Regions from separate parts of the Bos taurus genome. Here region 2 is linked to region 1. The links are chromatin contacts, called in public Hi-C maps. All regions are on one chromosome and are shown on one strand. Each heading gives the region's core, a stretch centred on a gene start, on an enhancer-like site or on the middle of the called end of the contact. The rest is flanking DNA. Distances are from core to core; before and after follow the strand shown. Region 1 holds the start of CNEP1R1 (CTD nuclear envelope phosphatase 1 regulatory subunit 1). Region 2 has its middle 14 kb from the start of SNX20.

Region 1 (6,888 bases), core at 2,874-5,373:
CGTGAGCTACACACACACACACACACACAGAGGAATACTATTTGACTATATAAAAGATTGAAATCTTGCCATTTGTGACAGCATAGATGAGCTTTGAGGATATAATTCTAAATGAGCTAGACATGGAAACTACTGTGTTATCTTATTTAAATGTAGGATCTAAAGAAGTTGAACTCATAGAAGCAGAAAGTAGAACGGTGGTTGTAGGCACTGAGGGATGGGGGAAATGGGCGAATGTTGGTGAAAAGGTGTAAATTCTTAGTTATAAGATGAATAGTTCTAGAAATGTACAGCACGGTGACTGTAGTTAATAATAATAAACTATAACTAAAGAGCCTCTTGATAAAAGAGGAGAGTGAAAAACTTGGCTTAAAGCTCAACATTCAGAAAACGAAGATCATGGCATCTGGTCCCATCACTTCATGGCTAATAGATGGGGAAACAGTGTCAGACTTTATTTTTCTGGGCTCCAAAATCACTGCAGATGGTGATTGCAGCCATGAAATTACAAGACGCTTACTCCTTGGAAGGAAAGTTATGACCAACCTAGACAGCATATTCAAAAGCAGAGATATTACTTTGCCAACAAATGTCCGTCTAGTCAAGGCTATGGCTTTTCCAGTGGTCATGTTATGGATGTGAGAGTTGGACTGTCAAGAAGGCTGAGCGCCGAAGAATTGATGCTTTTGAACTGTGGTGTTGGAGAAGACTCTTGAGAGTCCCTTGGACTGCAAGGAGATCCAACCAGTCCATTCTGAAGGAGATCAGCCCTGGGATTTCTTTGGAGGGAATGATGCTAAAGCTGAAACTCCAGTACTTTGGCCACCTCATAAGAAGAGTTGACTGATTGGAAAAGACTCTGATGCTGGGAGGGATTGGGGGCAGGAGGAGAAGGGGACGACAGAGAATGAGATGGCTGGATGGCATCACTGACTCGATGGACCTGAGTCTGAGTGATCTCCAGGAGTTGGTGATGGACAGGGAGGCCTGACGTGCTGTGATTCATGGGGTCGCACAGAGTCGGACACGACTGAGCGACTGAACTGAACTGAATTGTAAAGTAGGTCCTTGTCAGTTATGCATTTCAAATACCGCAATGTGTTCTCTCAAACTCCCAAACTCCCTAACTATCCCTCCCCCTAACCCTTCTCCCTCATAAACCATAAGTTCATTGTCTAAGTCTGACGTCAAACCAACTTTGCATTCATGGGATAAATCACACTTCACCTTGTTGTATACTCCTTTTTATATGTTGCTGGATCTGATTTGCTAATTCTTTAAAGAATTTTTATGTCCATATTCATAGCAGATATTCATGTATTTTTAAAGGGATGATGGTGGGTGTCAAATTGCCATGGTATTTTGATTCCATTGAATACCTTTAAAAGAGTCACATAAGAGTTTACTTCCAAATGTCAATATTTACAATACTATAAAATACATCTTTTACAAGGATTCAAGTCCATGATGAAAATCTCAGATGTAGCTTCTGAAACATGTGAGGAGGCATACAATTTGTCAAAATTATTTTAGAAGGTGTCACCATGGAGATGGCAGGAAGATCCCTGTTGTAGTCACTCCAAGGGGCCATTGGAGGTTCCTGAGGACAACGTGTGATCTTTTAGTATTTTACAAATCACTATTTGGCAAAAGGGTGGGAACAGGAGGCTGGTGAGAGGCCACAGCTGTAAATCCAGGCTATACGGTGGCTTGGATTAGAGTGGGAGCTGCAGAGGTGGTGAGAAGTGATTAAATTTTAAATCGATGTGGATGGTAGAGCCAAGAGATTTGCTATAGAATCTGATCCACCGTGTGGAGAGAGAGAGGGAGAGAGAGTCAAGGATAATCCCAGCGGAAGTGTTTGGAGCTAATCAACTCATCTGCCTATTTCTAAACTCAACCCTAAAATGGATTTGATAACAACTTTTGGTTCATATTGCTGCTGTGGGGTTTAAGGAGGTTTACATACTCCTGAACTATAAAAGATATAGCACCAGACCTCCAGGAAAATAGAAGAAACTTTAGTTATTGTATTGGCTATCCCTCTTTGAAGCAGATCTTCATCTTATCACTGATGTTTTAAGGGTCTTCAGTGTTCTTTTGTTTTTACACTAAACACTATCTTTTACACAGGGCAGAAGACCCCAGAGGGAGACCTTTGCATTCTCGGCTTATATCCCAGTGTCTGAAACATGTATTCCTTAAATATTTGTTAACTATCTTCTTGACAAATCTCATTGATATAATGTTTCTACAAATCTATATCCTTTGGTCTCCCCATTACTTCAGGTTTAAAATTTTTTAGCCTGGCTATGAGCCCCTATTTTCCTCTCTTCCTCCCCTCACTGTTCCCCAGGCCCCCGTGATCCATACATGCAGGTGCCAATAACAGGATAAAAATATACACCCTTTCAAAGGCATGTTCAATGTTTTTTTTTTTTTTTTGAACACAGATGAAAATGAATCTGTGACATGAGTGTGTGACTGATACACACACTTCTGGGCAAGTTTGTTTTACTTTTCTCATTGTAAATGAGCCTATTAATACCTACATTGGTGGCTTTCAACCTTTTTTTTTGTTGGAATGCTCAGTTACATATATGTTTTACATTATGATCAGAACATAGCACATATGTAATACACACACAAACAAAATAAAGAATCATGAAATGACACATTCTTACTTCTAGTGATGCTAATATTTTAAGTTTTACTTTAGCTCATATTTACAAAATAACAATTATGGCTCATTTCATGCCTTTCATGATCTTCTCAGGGGTTTTGACCCACAGTTTAAAAAAAGATTGTGTTGGAGCGCTAAATGAGATAATGTATGTAAAGGGTTTGGCTCAGAGGAAGGCTCTGGAAGTGTTAGGGTAAAGGAACCTACAAAGTGAAGTAATGGGCAAGAATGTGTTAGTTCTAATAGCAAGTGGGGAAGAGGAAAACTGAAGGATGAGTAAATAAAATACCAACAGTGAAAAAATCCCAGTGCCACTTGGAGCTTCTTAGCACCTATCTTTGTATAGCCAGTTGCTTTTTGGGGCTCTCAAATCAAACGTCCCGCCCTATGTATTAAATAGCTCTTCCCTAGAACTAGTTCGGAGAAGGCAATGGCACCCCACTCCAGTACTCTTGCCTGGAAAATCCCATGGACGGAGGAGCCTGGTAGGCTGCAGTCCATGGGGTCGCTAAGAATCCGATAGGACTGAGCGATTGACTTCACTTTCACTTTTCACTTTCATGCATTGGAGAAGGAAATGGCAACCCACTCCAGTGTTCTTGCCTGGAGAATCCCAGGGACGGGGGAGCCTGATGGGCTGCCGTCTATGGGGTCACACAGAGTGTACACGACTGAAGCGACTTAGCAGCAGCAGCAGCAGCAGAACTAGTTCCCATTTCCCACCACCAACCACCCCACCATCCACCTCCCACTCTTATCTCATTGTATCCTATTACCCTGTTACTTCCTTCACAGAACCAAGATTATCTGAAATTAACGATCTATTTGCATGTTTATTGTCTGCTGTAACCCTTCCATTTTGAGGATAGGAATCTTGTCTATCTTGCTAAACTGAATCCCTGATAAATACAGTGCCTGCCAGACATGCAATAGTTCTTGAATGAATGAGTGACCACAAGGAAAGGAGCAAGAAAGCGTTTTAATCAAATATAAATGTAGTCAATGCCTTACAGATTTTTTTTAAAGTTCCAGAACACTTTGCTCATTTTACTATTTATGAAAATTGGATGTCATGAGAAAAAATAACCAAGGGAGAAATGTGTACTTAAAGGGTTCGTCGTCGTTCAGTCGCTCAGTCATATCCGACTCTTGGCGACCCCATGGACTGCAGCACGCCAGGCTTATTTAAGTAATGAAAGAATCAAGCCGGAAACTAGAAATACACACACGAATGAATGAACTTTCCGGGACAGGCTGCAGTTCCTCCCCAGGGCAGGAGGCGGCGCTAGTGTCACGTCAACTCAGCCGCCGACAACTCTTGGTCCCTCTGGCTGACCGTCCAACGCCGGTGCCCGAGGACCGTGAGGGAACTAGCCAGTAGAAAGCCGTCTTAGTTATAGGGTCTGGCGGAAATGTCCAATGAGAGTAGCGGGTCTATTCAAGGGGCGGTGCCAAGAAGAGGGGCGGAGGGAAGCGGTTAGAGGTGGGAGTTGGCGCTGCGGGCCGGGTAGGGACCGCGGAGCTGAGATGCGGACGGGGCCGCGCCGGTGACCGGAGCTGCCGCCCGACATGAACTCGCTGGAGCAGGCGGAAGGTAGGGTGCGCCTCCTGGGTCCTTCCCTAACTCCTCCCGGAAGCTTGCGGGGCTCTCGAGGCGCCGGAATCGTGGGAACTGGTCGGGAGAGAGGAGGCCGCGAAGGATGGACTGACGGGGCCCGGAGCTGGGGGCGCGGGGGCCGGCCCAGGGGCCAAGGGGCGGCCGGACACGGCCAGGCACTGCTTCCGGCGCGCCTGGCCTCCGCCGGCGCTGGAGAGGCGCTGCGTCAGCTCCCCCCTCATTCCCCCTGCGTGGACCAGGGAGCTTCTCGCCCGGTTACTTCTATTTCTTACTCGTTAGCAAACGGTTGTACTTTGTGCCTTGTAGGGCGCTAACTCACTTTATTTTTTTCTGATAGTCGTTAAGAGTTGTATCCCTAATTCCTGCCTTGGTTTTTGGTAACTGCCGGGGTAAGGGAGTGCTTCTTGCTCTCCTTTTTAAAGTTTGAAAAGCGCAACTGAAAATGATACCTTACCTTGCTCATTCAGAGGGAACACCTTAAACGCCCCTGTCTTGTAGAACTAGGCGTCGGCGCTCCAGAAGTGCCACATAGATCGTCTTGTAAGCTCTTGGGAGGCTGGAAAAGGGAGCGTCTTTCCATTACTCCTCCGTTAGCTGTATCAGTCCAGTAAGAGCAGACTGAAAGCGTAGCTGTTAATTAAACATAAGGGCATCGAGACTTTGGTCCTAGGAAAGACATTATCCAAATACGGAGTTCTTGATTCCAACAGAGTTAAAACTCGACTTGATTTTGATCCTTTTTTTGCAACCCCAAATTTCTAGCTTTTGGCGCCGACTGAGGCTGCTGCTGATTTTCCACATACCATTTTACGAGGAACCAGCTAGTTTTCTTATATGTGAAATTGGAACTATAGAAACCTAGTGTTTCTGTCAAGTGCATAAAGGTGTCATAGTGAAGAAGTAAACAGTGCAGTCATACGTGTAAGTTGGTGTGCAAGACCTGAAGCAGTTAGAGTATTTAAAATTCATCGTAATAGATTCAGACTAGTAAGAGTAGCTAATTTCAAAATTGAAATCTTTTTACTTAGATCTCAAGGCTTTCGAGAGGAGACTTACTGAATATATTCATTGTTTGCAACCTGCCACTGGACGTTGGAGAAGTAAGTGCTTAGACATTTTTTTAAAGGAAAATAAGCTGACAGTTGATACTTTTATTCTACCTAGCAGTGATTTGCTTTCACGTAAAACTTTTGATTAACGAATGCTTGCTTAAAAAGCAAACAAATGCTTGCTTTATTAAACCATAAGGTTCCCTTTTGTTTTGACAGTTTTAGATCTATTTAATTTTGTAAATAACAGCATTTTAAAGAAATTTTAAGAAAAGAAACTGACAGCCCTAAAAGGATAGTCTTATTTTGTGTGGTTGAATTTTTATTTTTATATTAAAATACATATATTTTGTTAGACATATATGGCAAATCTGGTTACCAGAACACGTGATAAAAATTTCAGTGATCTGTTTAGCAGTTTTACAGTTTTGCCTATAAACTATTGAAGTAAAGTTTGTTAAAGGAAGTGATATTCACCAATACTGTAAAATGTGACTTGAAAGAATTGTAGTTACTGCTGCATGGAAATATATAGGAAATAGGAAATGTAGACAAATATATAAATGATAAGATCAGTAAGCAGAATACTTTGGTAACTTATGTTGGGAGAGTCTTAATTTCTTGGCTGTTCATTGCTGAAGTCTAATTTTTTCCAAGAAGAGTGAAAAGTGAAAATCATTCAGTTGTGTCCCACTCTTTGGGACCCCATGGTCTCTATTATAGTCCATGGACTTCTCCAGGCCAGAATACTAGAGTGGGTAGCCTTCCCTTCTCCAGGGGATCTTCCCAACCCAGGGATCACACCCAGATCTCCCGCATTGCAGGCAGATTCTTAGATGAACCACAGGGAAGCCCAAGAAGGACATCCTTTATTTTGAAGTAGGATTCAGTTGGTGGGACTGAACTGAAGAGCACTGTTGAAGTCAGGGGTCTTTTCCTATGTCAAGGTTTTTTGTGTAATTTTTAGTAAATCTGTGTGCAAAGTGCTAATCATACGTTACAGGAATTCTGATTGGTCAGAATTCACTAGTAATGATTTTTCTCAAGCTCTCCCGTTTACCTAGGAATTATCCCGAAAACCTTATTTCACTGTTACTTGGGAATCTTTTTAAATGTATAGGAGTATAAAATGTAATATAATGAATACACTTTTTCTCTGGTTCACAGTCTCAGTGCTTTCATATAAACGACATCAGCTTGTTTAGTATACCCATTTGTATGAGGTCCTGTCTGGTGGGTTTGATTATGATTTTGCTTCATTTTAAGAAAAGAAAAATCTGTATACTTTAGTATATTTCTTATTGGAAATATAGAAATGTAAGAAACTGAGTTTAATCTGTTCTGAGCTGAGAGCATAAATTTGAAATTTTGAGTATTATTAAATAACTAAAATGAGATTGTTTTTCTGTGATTTGCCTCTTCTAAAAGTGCATCACCAGAGGTTCTAGATAATTAAGGTTTCGCAGTATTTCTGTTGGTCTTTGAAGCTTGATCTGTAAATTTTTAAAAATGTTTGCATCCCAATTGAAAGAAAGTTA
Region 2 (6,888 bases), core at 1,992-4,491, 610 kb after region 1:
TATTTCCCATCACCTAAATGACCCAACGGGGCCACCACAGTGGTTCTCAAATAGTGCTCCATGGAGCCCCAAGGGTACCCTCTATGAGCCCAAGGTAGACCTCCCTGACCTCACAGCCTGAAAAGCTTGGCTTTGGTATTCCTTACATACTCAGTTTCTATATCAAGTTTCACTTGAAGAAGACTCCGTGGCTTAAAAAATGTCTGAGACTTGGACTGGATTAGTCCTCTAACCCAAATATTCCAAGATTCCCCATCAGAATGACAAACTCTGTTCCAACACACTTCATCCTGTTTAGAAGCTGTTGCAAAGCATCCTTTCTGCTGATTGTTTCCTGTAAACCAGCCTCTTGTTTAGCCACAGGAACCATCTTCTGTAGGATAGGATTTCTGCTTAGCATGATCTTCATGCTGGGGACTTGGTGGCGCTGAGGGAGAGAAGAAGGCAAGCAGAGGAAGGGGTGACCTTCGTTGGAGAGTCCAGAGGCTTGACGTCCTAAGTTGGGGAAGATGCTCCTGGGGGAACTGGCTGGGCTGGGCAGGCTGGATGGCACAGGCTCCGAGGTCAGATCCTGGTTCTAGCTCTTACAAGCCATGGGATTGAGTTGCTTCTCCAACCTCTTGTCTGCTGTCTCATGTGTCAAATGGTCATGGTAATAGTGCCTACCTCATAGGGCTGGTGCAAGGGTTAAGTGAGAAAGGTGTGTAAGGTGTTGAACCAAGAGCCTGGCATGAGTTCCTTCTACACACAACCACGTATTTGTGAACTCAAATAATATATTCTTGTTTTAAGCCATTGAGCTTTGGGGCTATTTGTTATGTAGAAATAGCTAACAGATACATTTGGTAAAGCGTCTGTCTGCAATGCAGGAGACCCGGGTTTGATCCCTGGGTTGGGAAGATCCCCTGGAGAAGGAAATGGCAACCCACTCCAGTACTCTTGCCTGGAAAATCCCATGGATGGAGGACCCTGGTAGGCTACAGTCTATGGGGTCGCAGAGTCGGACATGACTAAGCGACTTCACTTTCCTTTCTTTACATTCTTTGTAGATAGCATTAGTAGCCTCATTGGTAATATTGACATGGAGGCTCCTCCAGGCCTCAGAGGGAATCCAGCAAAGGCAGGGGTGTTGGGCAGACTGGCATTGATCACCCCCCAGCCTGGGCATCTCCTTTCTGGAAACTCTTCCAACAAGTTCCCAGACCCCACAGTTGTCTACAGACAATGTATCAGTTAACTACTTATGCATAACAAACAGCCCCAAAATTCAGGGGCTTAAAACAATTTATTACTTTGGGTTCACAAATCACATGGTTGAGAGGTGGCTGATCCGGACTGAGTCTGCCCTCGCATCTGGGAGTCAGCTGGCTATCACTGGGTCTCAGCTGCCCTTGGTCCTGCCCCATGGGTCTCTCATCCTCCCATAGGAGACCTTGGGCATGTTCTTCTCAAGTCAACGGCAGAAACTCAAGAGTACAAGCGAAACACACAAGGTCTCTTGAGGTGAAAGCTTGGAACAAGTGCACTGTCCCCTCTGCCACATCATACTGGCCAAAGCAAGGACTTAAGGAGTAGGGAAACTGACCCTGCCTTTGTAGAGAGAGGAAGTAGGATCACAGGGCAAATGACATGGTGATCGGGAGGGATAAAGAACTGTGGTCATACCTGCAATTCACCACTTGATTTAAATGAAGCACCTGTGAGGATCTCCCTGCCCCACTAGCAGAGTGTTATTTCTGAGGGTCTACCTTCACAATTCGTTCCTGGGGTTTAAGGAAAGTGTGGACTGGAGTCCGAGCACCACACTAGCTGCGTAAGTACGAAGTTTCTCGGCCTGCATCACTCACTAGTCTGAGGGCTGAAGTTCATGTGATCACGTGAACCCCGAACCCCAGCCCATCCCCAATGGTTTAGCGCTGGAAGGCAGCACAGGCTAGGGGCAGAAGCCTCGGGCTCAAACCCCAGGCCTGAGTGCTGCGTTGCCTGGTGCACGATAAATACTGAACTCATGATTGTTGCATTTATTCATTCTTCTATAAAAATGTTTTTACCATGAAATACACCATAAACAGAAAGTGCATAAATGCAATCGTATAACTTAACAAATTATTACAGCACAAATACCCTGCAACCATCACCCAGGACTAAGAACAGAACACGACCCATACCACAGAGATGCTCACTGCCGCCTCCTATCAGCCGCCCCTTTGTGCCCCAGAAATAATAGCCACTATCTCAACCCTCTCTGCTTTTTCTCCCTTTTGGTAGTTTTGCCATCTCAGCATGGTGCCTTCACCTCTATCATTTAGTTCCTCCTCTTCTTGAGCATCATTCAGTGGAATCACACAGGCTATATTCCTTTGTGTCTAACTTCAGCCACTCAGTCCTATTTATGAGATCCATCCATGTTATTGTGTACGTGTCTAATGTTTTCATGGCTCTATAATATCCCAGCATATGAAGGTACCACCATTTGCTTATCTGCTTGACTGCTGATGAAGATGTGGGTTGTTTCTAGATGGGGAATATTCTGGGGTGGGGGGGTAGTCCTGCTCTGAAATTCTAATTCATGTCTTTTGTTGATGGTGGTGTCTGTCTATCTATAGGGTATATTCTTAAGAGCGGATTGTGGGTCCTCACAGAGTTGTCCACATTCAGCTTTAGTAGACGGTGCCTGATGTGCAAATGCACCCTCTAACAAGCAAAGCAGATTTCTCTTCTCTCTGTTCTCTCACTTTCCCCCTCTTTCTCCCTCCCATTTACTTACTGGTTCAACTCACAGTTGACCAACAGTCTCGAGAGGGAGTCCAGGTAGCTAATGACGAAAAGAAGTCAAGTTATGTGGCCCTTCTCTCTCCCCCAGTTCCGCCGGCAGATGGATGGGAAGCCCCAAGTACCATCTGGGTCCTCAAGAGGTCCAAGGTGGGATCTGGGGAGGGGCGTGGCACCCAAGGCCTCCGTCCTGGAAAGCCACCGGGCAGGGCTTTGTGGGTGCCCACTCCCCCTCCCAGCCCCACCCCCCGATATTGGGGAAAGGCCCCTCGCCCTCCCTCAGAAACCAGCCGGCCAAACTGCTGTCGGACCGCGGAGCGCAGCGCCTGGACCCGTCCTGTTGCCGGAGGCTCCTGCGCGCCACTGCTTATTTTCACCCGCCCGTTTTGTTCGGAGTTGCGGTGTCACTGCCTCCTGCTGATTGGTCCGAGGAGGTGGAGGGGAGGCAGCGAGCAGGCCTCCTGCCCTGTTGGGTGTGTGAGCTGGGGGAAGAGGACGAAGGAGCAGAAACCGAGAAGTGAGGTCCTGAACCCCGAGTGGGTACCCTTCAAACAACACGGGAGGTGGAAAGTAGCGGTGAAGAGGCAGCGAAGCCTCAGCGCTTTCCCAGAAAAGCTGTTTCTTTTCAGCATTATTTTAACCCCCTTCCGACGGTTTTTCAGACTCTTGTTTTTTCCTTTCTAGAGAAACACTCAATTTCCTTCTTGCTTAAATGCTTTTTCTCCAGCGCAGCCCGCGAGGCTTTAGGATCCGCCGGTGCAGCAGCGCCATCTGCTGCTTATTTTTAAAATTGCGGCGGAATAGATCCTCGCCAGGTCCCGCCTTCTTCCAGAAAGCACAGATGGAAAGGGGAAAAGAAACATTTTTACAACCATAAAAATGATCAGGAAGCCTATGAGACATGTTCATACTCACTAGAAACAAGGAAAAGACACTAAATCATGGATACCATTTCTCACTATCACATTAAAAATAGTTTTAAAATGCTAACATCTGGTGTTACGGCAGTTTCAGGGAAATGGGCATCTCTTAGGGGCTACCCTTGTGGCTCAGCTGGTAAAGAATCCGCCTGCAATGCGGGAGACCTGGCTTCGATCCGTGGGTCGGGGGGATCCTCTGGAGAAGGGAAAGGCTACCCACTCCAGTATTCTGGCCTGGAGAATTCTGTGGACTGTGTAGTCCATGGGGTAGCAAAGAGACACGCCTGAGCGACTTTCACTTCATTTCACTTCACTTCATTCACACTCAGCTGCTAGAGGAGCAGGTTAGTTTAGCCTCTCCAGAGAGGGGATTAATGTTATCAAAATCAGTAACCGTGTTTATGATTCAGAAATACCTCTGCTAGAAATTGCCTTGTGCTGGGCTGCTGTGCTTAGCTGCTTGGTCGTGTCCAGCTCTTTGGGACCACATTGACCGTAGCCCGCCAGGCTCCTCTGTCCACGGGGATTCTCCAGGCAAGAATACTGGAGTGGGTTGCCATGCCCTCCTCAGAAACTGCCTTAAGAAAGCACAAATACAAAAAAGATATTGGATCAAGACATTGGCTGCCCTGCTGGCTGCATTCAGAAAAATTCGGAACCTTACAAGACACTTAAAATAGTGGTGGCACATACATTAGAAATCTATGTTGTTAGAAATAGCATGGAAGAATATTACATATTCTAGGGAAATGCTCATGATATATAGATAAAATTTAATCACTCTAATCATCGTTTAATTTATCACATTAAGTATACTATAATGGTGGCTGCGTGCGTGCATGCTCATTCGCTCAGTTGTATCCAGCTCTTTGCAACCCCATGGACTATAGCCTGCCAAGCTTCTCTGCCCATGGAATTTTCCAGGCAAGAATACTGGAATGGGTTACCATTTCCTCCTCCAAGGGATCTTCTCGACCCAAGGATCGAACTCAAGTCTCCTGTGTCTCCTGCATAGGCAGGTGGATTCTTTACCACTGGGCCACGAGGGAAGCCATAATGGTGCATACTTCTGTGTAAATGCATAGAATGTACAACACCCCAGGTAAACCCTAGTGTAAACCATGGGCTCCGAGTGACAATGATGTGTCACTGCAAGTTCATCAGTTGTAACACACTTACCCCTCTGGTGGGGAATGTTCATCGTGGGGAGTGGTTGCATGTGGGTGGGCAGGGGATATGAGAAATATCTGTACTTTCCACTCAATCTTACTGCGGAACCTAAAACTGCTCTTAAAAAAAATGTCTATTTAGAAGTTTAGAAAGTGGATTACAATGTGGAGACCAATTTGTGGTGAAGGCCAGGGGAATTCATTGCAGTCTGTCCCGCCTGTTCATTGTGGTCAGTAAAAGGACATGTGGCTGGGTGTTTCCTACACATCCTTCAAGCTAGAGCTTTGTGGGAGCCCTATGGTGGGGGGGGGGTTGCCGAGAAGGAACATCTGAGCCTGGTGCTGCTACAGCCGTCTTGGCACCAGGAGCAGAGCTTGTTGAGAGAGAAGGCAAAGCCGAGGAAAGAGACACAGAGAGAAAGCGAAAGTGAGAAAGAAACCAGACGAGGATGTCAGGGTTTGAGTTTTTGGCTCCAATTTGGCTTGAAGCTAAGCTACTCCTAGGCTTTTCAGAGAATACATTTCTCTTTGTCAGATTACCCTGGCTTTCTGTCACTTGTAAACCCACAGGCCTGTGTGCCCTAAACACAAATTTCCAGCTCATTCACATTGCAGCAGGCCAGTGACTGAGAAGGGCCATGGCACGGATGGCGTTGCCAGGCGGTTTTCTGTCAGTACCTGGAACCCTTCCTCTCAATGGGCACAGCCAGGAAGCACCTTGGGGAAGGGATGTCCTGGGCCTGTCTGCTGCTTTCCTGGGCCCAGGCCTGGGCTGAGGCTCCCTGGGCACAGAGGAGTTTCCTGCCACAGGGTTATACTTCTGCGAGGCTGCCTCCTCAGCCTCCCCTACGGCTCCTTTAAACACCTCCTCCTCCAAGAAGCCCTCCCTGACCATCTGGGGAGAGACCATTCTGTCCCAGCTTCAGTTTGCTCTGTGAGTGCCTCCCTTATAATGAGCAGCTCCATGAGGGCAGGGACCCGATCTTCCAGCTCACCGCTATGTCCCTAGCTCTTGCCAGAGTCTGGCATAGAGTAGGAGCATCATTCATCATTATTTTCTGAGAGATGAGAAGCAGGCAGACAGGTAAGGCTAGTGAGGGGCTCTATTCTGCTGACTGGGTGGGTGGGGCTTGTGCGGGGCTTGTGCAGGGCCTCTTGCAGGGAAGGGCATTGGCTCTTCCCAGGGGAAGTTTCTGGCTTTGAATGAATCAGAACTCTCCCTGCATTTAGGGGATCTTAGCTGATGTCAGTCTGTGAAGCCCAGAATTGGAGCCCGGGTACCACTTCCCAACTGGGGTGAGGAAGCCAAGGATGTCAAAGATGAAACCAGGCCCACGATCAAGGAACCGGACAGAGAGCAGGGCTGATACGGAGCATGGGAAAGGGATGGGGGTCAGGGCCATGGGAGCAAGGCCCCAGCTGGACTGAGACAATGCACAGAGAATACTGGATGATCCAGGTCATGTGGTCAGCAGCTTATTTCCCTTTGCAGTAGTTTTCATTTCTTCCGAGTAAATCCAAGAGCAGTCTCAATGTGGTGATTACAGGTCTCTAAGGCTTGTCTCTTGTCTCTTTGTTAACAGAGGACATCGGCGGCCTCAGACTCAAGGCCTATCTCAGACAAAGGCTGTGGAGGTGTAAAAACCACAAGCGGTTTCATTGTATTTATTTTTATAGCCACCTCCTCATTATAGCAAGTGATTCTGATTGTCCATGGAGGGTCATATGAGGAAGTTTCTTTTCCAATGGACATAAGTAAAAGGAGATCGCCAGAAGGAAAACGGCTAGTGGATGCTAGAACAGATGGCAGCGCTGTTGGGCCCCCAAGGAGGGTTCTGGAAAGGCAGCGCAGGAGGACCGGATGCTCCGGAGGCGCCTGGAGAGTCTGGCTGGGGACATGGTGGGAGGACTGGATGCTCCAGAGGCGCCTGGAGAGTCTGGCTGGGGACATGGTGGGAGACCCCTGCCCCCAGCAGGTGGAACTGGAAGAGGCCGTCACCGAGCTAAGGGCATGTAGGCAATAGGTC

The links. Hi-C and Micro-C count contacts between places; a contact is called where the count stands out from the background.
Region 2: a Hi-C map of liver shows a contact between it and region 1, with 7 times the contacts expected there. The contact joins the enhancer-like site here to the promoter of CNEP1R1 in region 1. A contact is called at or near these places in 3 of 11 Hi-C or Micro-C datasets (liver and skeletal muscle).

What each region holds. Positions count from the first base shown.
Region 1 is chr18:18,446,753-18,453,640 of ARS-UCD2.0, forward strand. It overlaps CNEP1R1 (CTD nuclear envelope phosphatase 1 regulatory subunit 1), which reads left to right and starts at 4,124. Exons shown (of 6, transcript NM_001034303.2): 1 at 4,124-4,277; 2 at 5,330-5,401. The coding sequence starts at 4,253.
Region 2 is chr18:19,056,345-19,063,232 of ARS-UCD2.0, forward strand. No RefSeq gene overlaps it. Among named protein-coding and RNA genes, the nearest start is that of SNX20, 14 kb to the right of the region's middle. Within about 2 kb of position 3,242, at least 25 of the 102 cell types and tissues checked have an H3K27ac peak or open chromatin away from gene starts, as enhancers often do. A contact at or near this core is called in liver, where this site is marked.